2 separate regions of the Macaca mulatta genome follow, and region 1 is linked to region 2. A link is a contact called in public Hi-C data. All regions are on one chromosome and are shown on one strand. The core of a region is the stretch at or near the end of the contact, and the rest is flanking DNA. Distances in the headings are between cores, read along the strand shown. Region 1 has its middle 27 kb from the start of SMC3. Region 2 holds the start of DUSP5 (dual specificity phosphatase 5).

The links. A called contact is a pair of places that touch in the nucleus more often than the background predicts.
Region 1: a contact with region 2 is called in a Hi-C map of blood, with 5 times the contacts expected there. The contact joins the enhancer-like site here to the promoter of DUSP5 in region 2. A contact is called at or near these places in 5 of 14 Hi-C or Micro-C datasets (blood, cortical neurons, fetal cortex germinal zone and 2 more).

Annotation. Positions count from the first base shown.
Region 1 is chr9:122,719,785-122,724,766 of T2T-MMU8v2.0, reverse strand. No RefSeq gene overlaps it. Among named protein-coding and RNA genes, the nearest start is that of SMC3, 27 kb to the left of the region's middle. Within about 2 kb of position 1,971, at least 7 of the 40 cell types and tissues checked have an H3K27ac peak or open chromatin away from gene starts, as enhancers often do. A contact at or near this core is called in blood, where this site is marked.
Region 2 is chr9:122,675,900-122,681,019 of T2T-MMU8v2.0, reverse strand. DUSP5 (dual specificity phosphatase 5) reads right to left here and starts at 2,929. Exons shown (of 4, transcript XM_001086701.5): 1 at 2,351-2,929. The coding sequence starts at 2,729.

The DNA of each region.
Region 1 (4,982 bases), core at 722-3,221, 45 kb before region 2:
TTGGGAGGCCAAGGTGGGTGGATCACCTGAGGTCAACAGTGCTGGCTAACATGGTAGAACTCTGTCTCTACTAAAAATACAAAAATTAGCTGGGTGTGATGGTGCTCGCCTGTAGTCCCAGCTACCTGGAGCCTGAGGCAGGAGAATCACTTGAACCCGGGATGCGGAGTTTGCAATGAGCCGAGATCATGCCATTGCACTCCAGCCCAGGCTTCAGAGCAAGACTCTGTCTAAAAAAAAGAAAAAAAAAAAAAAAGGAAAAGAAAGAAAGTTGCTCAGCTGCTAAGATGTTCATTTTTGCATTGTTTATAATGGAGACACTGCTCAACAATATGAGGTTGGTTAAATAAAAGATGACGACCAGGCTCAGTAGCTCATGCCTGTAATCCCAGCACTTCGGGAGGCCAAGGCAGGTGGATTCCCTTGAGCCCAGGAGTTCAAGACCAACCTGGGCAACATGGAGAGATCCTGCCTCTACAAAAAAAAAAAAAAAAAATTAAAAATTAACTGAGTGTGATGACGCATGCCTGTAGTCCCAGCTACCTGGGAGGCTGAGGTGGGAGCATCACCTGAGCCCTGGAGGTTGATCAACACCACACACAGTGAGGTGTGATCGTGCCACTGCCCTCCAGCCTGGGTGACAGAGTGAGACCCTGTCTGAAAAAATAAATAATAAGGCTGGGCATGGTGCCTCATGCCTGTAATCCCCGCACTTTGGGAGGGTGAGGAGGGCAGATTGCTTGAGGTCAGAAGTTCGAGAGCAGTCTGGCCAACTTGGTGAAACCCAGTCTCTACTAAAAATACAAAAGTTAGCCGGGTGTGGTGGCACATGCCTGTAATCCCCAGCTACTTGGGAGGCCGAGGCAGGAAAATCGCTTAAACTTGGGAGTCAGAGGCTGCAGTGAGCCAAGACCGCACCACTGCATTCCAGCCTGGGTGATGGAGTGAGACTCTGTCCAAAAAAAAAAAAAAAAAAAAAATATATATATATATATGATATGGCCATATCATGTCTGACTTTTTCTTTTTAATCATGCGGTAGAGGATGTGAAGATATCAGATGATGTTAATATATGGTCATAAGTTAAAAGAGTCAGTTTTAAGACACCATGGGAGTAGGATCCTGTTTTTGTTTTTAAAAACAATAACACATAAAAAGGCCTGGAGGGACACATACGAAAATGCTACTAACAGTTATCTCTGGCTGATGGAATTGTGGGAGATTTGAGTTTTTTCCTTTTGGCTTATCAAACATTTTCCATATTCAGTAATTAACATGATGTATCACCTTGCAGTTGAAAATTATCTGTGAAAATAACTAAAAGGAAGTGCGCATTTGGTGATATCTAGTTTGTGCCTGGACTTTTCCATATGTTATCTCATTTACTCTTTAAAACAGCTGTGTGAGTTAGGTGTTATGGTGCCCATTTTATTTGTGGAGAAACTGACATAGACTTTTAGGTAACTTGCCCAAAGTCACATAGTTAGTAAGTGCTGGAGCCATGATTTCCAGCCAATTTCATCTGACCACCCGCTTTTTACTACACCACTTGCCTCCCTCTAAATAATTCCCAGGTCCCTTTGTAGTCTTTCAACATTCTGAGCAACCTTTTGCTTATGCAGTGGTCTCAACTTGCCTCATCCATCAGGAGAGAACAATAGTGCAGCAGCAGTAATCTTGTTGCTGCTGAACTCAAGGAATTGGCTTATAAACTAACACATCCATTTCCTGTTTCATTATTCCCACTCTTGTTGATTACTTAGAATAAATTGGTCTCTCAGGATCTGATTAGGGCTGCAGGAACTGGTGGATTAACATAGGGCCAGACCCGAGGCCATGCTGGTGGGCTCTGGCTAGCCTGGCTGGTTTCCTGCCCAGCCTCCTTCACTCTGGCTCCCATTGAAGGGAGTGGGTCATTTGAAATAAGCTCTGTCTTTGGTACATACCAGTAGCTGGATGATGCCCCAGCATATGTTAACCCAGGGCATTAGGAGGAATGTTCAGTTTCCCGTATGTAGGGATGGAGTCTCTGTGCCACCCAGGCTGGTCTCAAACTCCTGCCTTGGCATCCCAAAGTGCTGGGGTTACAGGCATGAGGCACCTTGCCCAGCCTGGAAGAGCTGCTTTTAACTAAATAGTATTTGTCTGAAAGAAAGAGAGAGAGAGAGAGAGAGAGAGAGAGAGAGAGAGAGAGAGAGGAGGAAGGAAAGAAGGAAAGGAAAGAAAGAAAGAAAGAAAGAAAGAAAGAAAGAAAGAAAGAAAGAAAGAAAGAAAGAAAGAAAGAAAGAAAGAAAGAAAGAGAGAGAGAAAGAAAGAGAAAGAAAGAAAGAAAGAAAGAAAGAAAGAAAGAAAGAAAGAAAGAAAGAAAGAAAGAAAGAAAGAAAAGAAGGAAAGAAGGAGAAAGAAAGGAAAAGGAAAAGGAAAGGAAAGGAAAAGAAAAGAAAAGAGAAGAAAAGAAGAAAACAATATAATCTTTTGCCAATAGCCTTTAGTCCCTTTTGTGGCTGTCAATTGTTGCACCCAAAATGACTCATTTCTCTGACTCCTCTCTTGGGGGATGGGGTTCTTGCCTGCCTTCATCACCAGCCTACTTTTAACTGATGAGTTATTGAGCTCTATACTGGAAAGTAAACATTTCAGTGTTATGAAAAGGGTTTGTAAACTGAAAGTCTATAAATCTGAGAAAAAGGTCAAGAGCCTCTTGTAAGAAGCATCACGCACTTGCAATATCCGGTACTCTGTTACACCACTTAAATCACCTACTGTGTTGCTGGAAGCACTTTGGGAACTTTTTAACCTCAGTGTTTTTATTTTAGTTTCTATAACTAACACATACACATGATAAAAATGGCATTAAGGGATGAATAGTGTCCCTCTCACCCAAGACCCTTGCCCTCTGGCCTCCCTCTCCAGAGGTGAACACATAACCAGTTTCCTGAGTATCCTTGTGCAAAGTCACTAGACACCTGGAAGGCATTTTATTTATTGTTTATAGAATATGCATTTATATACTGCCTTAAAGAAACACGCCATTTCATTCTTCCTGACCCTATTCATTCTATTCAACCAAGGGCCAGCACCAGGGATACAAGAACCAATAAGGCTGTCGTGCCTTTCAAGGAGCTCATAGCTGAGCACAGGGGAACATACATGTAAATAGGACTGAACACAGAGTGCCCTGATGGGTGGCTAAAATGCCCCTTGGTGCCCCCGAGTTGGTCCTGATCCAGTCATCCCTGGTGCTATCTTGTGACAGTGTGGCTGGTTTTCCAGATGTAGCTGCAGGGCTCCTGCAAGACCTCCAAGCCAGGGGTAAGCTTGCCTTCCTGGAGAAAAGGGTAACTCTTTTCCTCAAAGTCCCCAAAGGAACCCCAGAGGTCCATCCCACAGCCTGTGACCCCCAGCCTGGAGCAGGCCTTTGCAGTCCCTTCCAAAGTACTTGGAATGCCCACCCTAGCATCATCAGACCAGAAAAGACTTCATAGGGTAAGCCACTTTCTTTCCAGATTCTCACAGATCTTGTCCCCGTCATAGGGACTTCTGGCCTCTTTGGGAACACAACAGTGACTGGGCACTTCCTCCCAGGGAAGCCCTCTTAGTGGTCACACAACATAAATGGTTAGAAAGAGCTTCCCTATATTGGCCAACACATGTGGTCCAGTGACGTCTATCCACTGCAGGATTATCCAACAGGTAGACCACACGGGGCTATGGCACCAACAAAGTGGAGGCAACAGAAAGTGAGAAAAAAAGACACTGATAAAATAGGGCTGAAGTGGTCATTATGGAAATAATCAGAACATTACTGAATTTCCTTATGCTTGTTTTTATTTATTTTTTCTTTTTTAAACTTTTTATTATGTACTAATATATGATATTTACGTGTAAATAGTTTTGGGACATGTGATAATTTCATACATTCATATAATTTATAAAGATCAAATCAGTATACTTGGGATGTCCATCACCTTAAATGTTTAATCTTTTCCTTACGCTGGAAATGTTCAAATTATTCTCTTCTAGCTATTTTGAAATGTACAATAGATGATTATAAATTATAGTTGCCCTCCTTATGTATCAAACACTAGGTCTTATGTATTCTATCAAATGGTATGTTTGTACCCATTAAACAATTTATCTTCATCCCCAGTTCCCTTCGCCTTCCCAGCCTCTAGTAACCACCAATCTACTCTCTCTCTTTATGAGATCCACTTTTGTAGCTCCTACGTGTGACTGAAATCATGCAGTATTTGTTTTTCTGTGCCTGGCTTATTTCACTTAACATAATGTCCTCCAGTTCCATCTATGTTGCTGCATATGACAGAATTTCATTCTTTTTATGGCTGAATAATATTCCATTGTGTGTATGTACCATATTTTCTTTATCCATTTATCTGTTGATGGGCACTTAGGTTGATGCCATATGTTGGCTACGGTGAATAGTGCTGCAGTAAACATGGGAGTGCAGACATCTCTTCCATATATTGACTTTCTTCCTTTTGGATGTACACCTAGCAGTGGAATTCCTGGATCATATGGTCATTCTATTTTTAGTTTTTTGAGGAACCTCAATACTATTTTCCATAGTAGCTGTTCTCATGTGCATTCCCACTAGCAGTGTATGAGAATTCTCCTTTCTTCACATCCTTGCCAGCATCTGTTATTGCTTTTTTTTTTTAAATAAATAAAAGTCATTTTAACTGGGGTGAGATGATATTTCATTGTTTTGATTTGCATTTCTCTCGTGATTAATGATGTTGAGCACATACCTGTTGGCCATTTGTATGCCTTCTTTTGAGAGATGCCTATTAGCTATTTTGCCCATTTTTAAATGGGATTATTTGTTTTGTTCCTGTTGAGTTGTTTGAGCTTTTTATATGTCCTGTCAGGTGGCTAGTTGCAAGTATTTTCCCCCATTCTGTAGGTTGTCTCTTCACTTTGTTGATTATTTCCTTTACAGTACAAAAGCTTTTTAGCTTAA
Region 2 (5,120 bases), core at 1,680-4,179:
CTGGGATTCAGAGGAATCCTACAGATTAAATGGTCTCAGTCTTTCACCCACTCCCATCAGAGGTGTGGAGAGACAGAACATTCCTCTCTGGTGCCTCACTTAAGTTGCAAAAGCCATGGCAATTCTTAGAGCTACTTCAGCCTTCTTTTGGAATGAGTCTGCTTTCAATCACCACCACATTACCAGGGAACAGAAACAGCACAGATACTATATATAAATAAGCACTGACCACGCAATTCAGTCATCACCATTTCATTTTAGTGGTTGTTTGGGAGACAGGGGATTATGGAAAGTGTAAAAAGGCATTGACCCTGCCAAGATCTCAGATGCCACCAGATTAAAACCTGAACTCCTATCTGCACATGAGTTAAGAAATAAAAATTTTCTCTGGCAACAATTTAAAGTTTAGTAGTAGTGTTATAAGGGTAGGCATGAAGCAATTTCTCCTGAAATTTAACATGCATATAATTCTTGACCTGGCAATTCTCATGATTCACTGAAAGGCACTGCACACACAAGAGCACATGGAGAAGGAGATCTACCCCACTGCTTGGAACAGTGAGGCCGGACGCAACCTAATGGCCCTTACAGGAGACCGGTTCAATGTGAAACAGACATGTATGGTCAGATATGGACAAGTCTCCCTGATCTAGGATTACAAGAGGCAAGACAGGAACTATACAAAATCAATCTATTTCTAAGATTCTTATGAAAAATTATCTAAAGGTAAACAAGAAATAGTTGGCTGTCTCTGGGGAGTGGAACTGGGTTCTAAGATATGCAGAAGACCCGCTTCTCATCATACGGCCTTCATGCTGTTCAAATTTGTACCTGTGTATATGTTACCTTCTTTTAAAAAACATTTGAACAGTTTTCCTGAGATGTGAGTCTACAGAGTTGCCTACTTTGTGGCGGTAACTTCTAAACTGTCAGCAGGGCCCGCTTAGAGAAGCATGGGGAGCAGAGCGGGGACCAGGAAGGGTCTCCTGGAACCTCTTTCATGCTACTTAGGAGGCATAAACTTTTCCTAAGAACAGGAGACAAAAACCATATTGGGAAGAGAAAGAAATCAGGAGCCGCGCTGAAACCTCTGCAGAGCCAGAAGGCCATCCCTCTATCCCCTGGGGGCTAGGCTGCCAGAAGAAAGACGATTACCATCTACCTCTGTTATCTCTTCAACAGGAAATCAACAGGGGATCAGTCAGCAGGAGGTGCTAGCAGAGAGGGGAACTGTCTCCAGAATCTTCCAGGCCCGGAGTGTGTGAAACTCAAGTTGCATGGCTTTAAAACAGGCTCCTAACTCTCGGCGCCGGCTCCCTGCACCGAGCTCTGATCCCCATCACTGTTACATTCCAAGGTGCCTGCGCCAGGGCTGGCACGGCCTTGGGGCCCTGCTGGGGCTGAGCCCTCATCTCTTCATGTGGGTCAGGTCTCCCCGGGTGTCATTTGAGGTTACAAAGGACTCAAATACAAAGCAGGAGCAGTCATAGGAAGTGACCCAGAAAAAACCAGTGCTTTGGACTTTGAGAGTCAATCACCCACCCACCACTAGAAGCCAAAGTTATCTTCCTGGCAGGTGAAATGGGCAGGCCTGTGGTGGTAGCTCCGGGAGGTGTCAAATCAAAGGCCGCAGAATCTCCACACCACCCTGCCCCCGCGCACCTCTATTTCCTGGCTGGCCGGCTGTAGGCTCGGCTCAGGATGGGTCCCAAGGATAATCCTGGGGCGGAGGAGGGAGGAGGTGAAAAGGGTGGGAAGGATGTGAGCTCCAAACTGAGCTAGAGAAAGATCTAGGAGAGAAGAGGCCGGAGGGAAACAATAAAAAGCAATAAAATGAAATGGAAAGGGAAGGGACTCGCCAGGTCAAAAAGTCAAGAGGGGTCGGTGAAGACACAGGTGGCTAGGCGGGAGGAAGGGGGGCACCATGGCGCCACACCATGGGGGAAGGGGTCGCGACCTGCTGATCCCACCAGATCAGTCTATCAGGAAGGCCCCAAGCCCTGACCCCAGCGACAGCGGCGAAGCTCGGGTCTTGAAAGGGGGCTCGTGCCCAGCACGGGCCGACGGTCCCCAAACTGCTAAGCAGCAGCAACCCCGCAGCATAACCAACTCCACCCAGCCCGGCGGACAGACCGGCTGCCAGGCGCTTTCGAGGAACTCGGGTGGGGAAGAGGGGGAGCTCTGAGTGTTGACATTTGCAGTGCCCTCCCAAGCGCACAACAAGCCCCAGAGTGCAGACTCCGGCAGGTGGTGACTCTCCCGGTCCCAGGGTGTAGGATGGCGCCCCGGCACAGGGAAGGGACCCGGGGGCGCCGGAGGGGCGAGCGTGGCAGGGACCCCGCGCGCTCACCTTTGAGGAAGTAGACCCGCGGGCCGGCGGGCAGACAGGCGAGCAGCGAGGTGAGCACGACACGGGCGGCGCTCTCCTCCCGCAGCTTCTGCCAGTGGCGGCTGCCCTGGTCCAGCACCACCACGGCCGCCACGCCGCCGCCGCCCTCCTGCAGGAGCCGCGCGCGCGCCGCCTCGTCGGGCAGCACGTAGCGCGCCGATACCGCGCCGCCCCGGGCCCGCCGCAGCACCACCGAGTTGAGGTTGACGTTGAGCGAGCCGCGCACGTTCGAGGCGGCGAAAGCCAGGTAGGGCCGGCAGTCAAGCACCACGCAGCGCGCCGCCGCCTCCTTGCGGAGCATCTTGCGCAGCTGGCACCCGTCGAGCGACGTGACCTTCATGCCGCCGCCGCCGCCGGCCAGCGGCCCCGCGCCGCGCGCCCCGCGGGTGCCCACGGCCAGGATGCCCGCGGGCGAGGCACGGGAGGGCGACCCGCGGGGCTGCGGCCGCGACGGAGCCCGGCGCCCGAGCGGCGGCGCAACTCCGCGTTCTCGCCTCGCGCGCTCGATACCCACCCCGGCCGCTCGCCGCCACAGAAGCCGGGGATTCCGCCGGCCGCGCAGCGTTTTATGTGAATGAGTACCGTCCGTGACGCGGCTGCCCATATAAGGCCAAATATGGGTGTTTCCCCGCCCCTCGGGCCGTGGCCACGCCCTACCGGGGGCGGGGCAGCGGGGGCGAGGGACTTGCGGGGCGGGTGCCGGCATTAGAGCAAGAGGAAGTGGAAGGCGCCTCCTCGTTTTCTCCTCTGCGCTGCGCTGAGGGACTCACTCGCGCATCACCCGCGGCTGCCGGCCGTGTGTCGAGGCGCTCCGGGCCACAGTGACCCCCGCGGTGCGGTCCGAGGAGGAAGCGCTGTGGGAGGCGGGGCGGCGCCGCATGATCCGGCCTTCGGCTTCACGGACGTGGGCCGAGAACCCGCCCGTGCCGCGCTGAGCAGGGCCGAGGGAGCCGGCCAGGGCCGCAGAGGAGTCCGGAACGGATTCCTGTCGCTACTGAGGTCTGCGCGTGTAAGGGGAGGACGTGGGAGATTTGCCTCGAGGGGTGGGGTATGGATGACTGGAGGGGTCGGGCGCGGGTTGGTCATCGCTGAGGCTGGGTGATGGGTGGCCGAATTCGTTATATTGTTTTCTCCACTTTTCTGTATGTTTGAAATTTTTCATAATAAAGATTCTAAAAGTAAAAACGGGGGTTGGAGGTCGGCGGTGAGAAAAGCCATTTAATCTCCCTAAATGGATTCTGCCCTCAAAGGATTGACGCTCTTTTCTCTGTCACTCTCCAATAATGATTAGAATAATAAGTTGTATTTTGAGGAGCTGTTTTCTGGTCCCGGGGAAATCCGTGGTGAACTCATCAGTAGCATCAGCGTGTATCCCACGGTGGAGCTCAGTTCAGCCAACTGTTGTCCAGGTGGCTTCTGGATTTGGGGGATTATCTGTGGATCAAGTTTAATCTCAGGCTGTCTGCCCCCACCGGTTCCCAGGGGCTTCAGGCCTTCCACCCCTATTCCTGGGGAAGCAGACACAACTCACCCATTCAGTAAGCATTTATTGAGGGTCAGCTGTGTGCCAGGGCTCCCCTAGCTGTGGGGACAAGTGGATGGAAACAGGTTTCTGCCCCCAAGCTCACTGCCAACCATTTTATTGTTAGCCTGGCTGGGACTGCTTGATGGAAAACAGTCTGCCCGCACTAGACAAGGGCTTGTTGACAACTGACATAAGGGAAGGAGGTTTTCAGAAGGAAGCAGAGATCAAATTCTGAAATCAGATGCAATCAAATCAGACACCAGAACAGCCGGCATTGCCTCTGGGTCACGGCTGCATTCACCAAAAGGCGCTGTCCTCGCCTTGCCAGTGGGGTCTTGGTGAAGACGTGATGCGGGGGCCTTCTTTCTCTTTGTGGTTATCTGTGCCAGCCTTCCCTGCAAACTGCTCTTCCTCCAGCACGTTCTGTTTCTGTTACCGGCTCTTTCCACCCCCGATATCTCAGCCCAGAGCCACACACGTACGTGGAGCACCCACGTGGGCCAGGCTTTGTTTTGGGGCTGGCGGCACCAACGTAAGACTTGTACTCAGCTCCAGCTGCCCCCAGCCCAGAGGGGAGGGGAGGGCCTGTATTCCGTAGGGAACAGCGCCCAGCAGGGGTGTGGCAGGGTGGGGCGTGGGCTGGAGAAGGCCTCCCAGAGGAGATGAGGGCTGAGGCCAATTCCGAGGAATTGTAAGCCAGACTACGAAGCAGGAGGGGTGATTCCAGGCAGAGGAAACTGCTTGAGGTAAAGAAAACAAAAAAACACAAAACCCAGCATGGTGCGTACTGGAGGTACGTGGGAGACTAAGGCCCTTCTGGTATTTATTAGCAGATTAAGCAGGGTCAGGCAACAGAGGGCCTTGTGCTGTTTGACTCAATTGGGTCTTAGTCTTTGGCCCGGACAGTCCCCAATGAGGGATCTTACTCAGTGACCAGATCCGGATAGCATTTGGGAACATCGCTGAGGCGGCTGTGTGCGGGATGAGTGTTTTATTTGAGAGTGGGGGAGGAGTCCGGAGTCTGGGGGATGGATGGGAGGATTTCATGGGTAATCTAGAGCTGAGCTGATATGGGCCTGCCAGAAAAGCAGCTATGGGGAGCCCATAAGAATGGGAGCACATTGAGGAAGTAAGATGCTGGGAGGGGTGAGATGGGGAGAGAGAACTGGAGACTGACACCAAAGATTTTTTTTTTTTTTTTTTAAA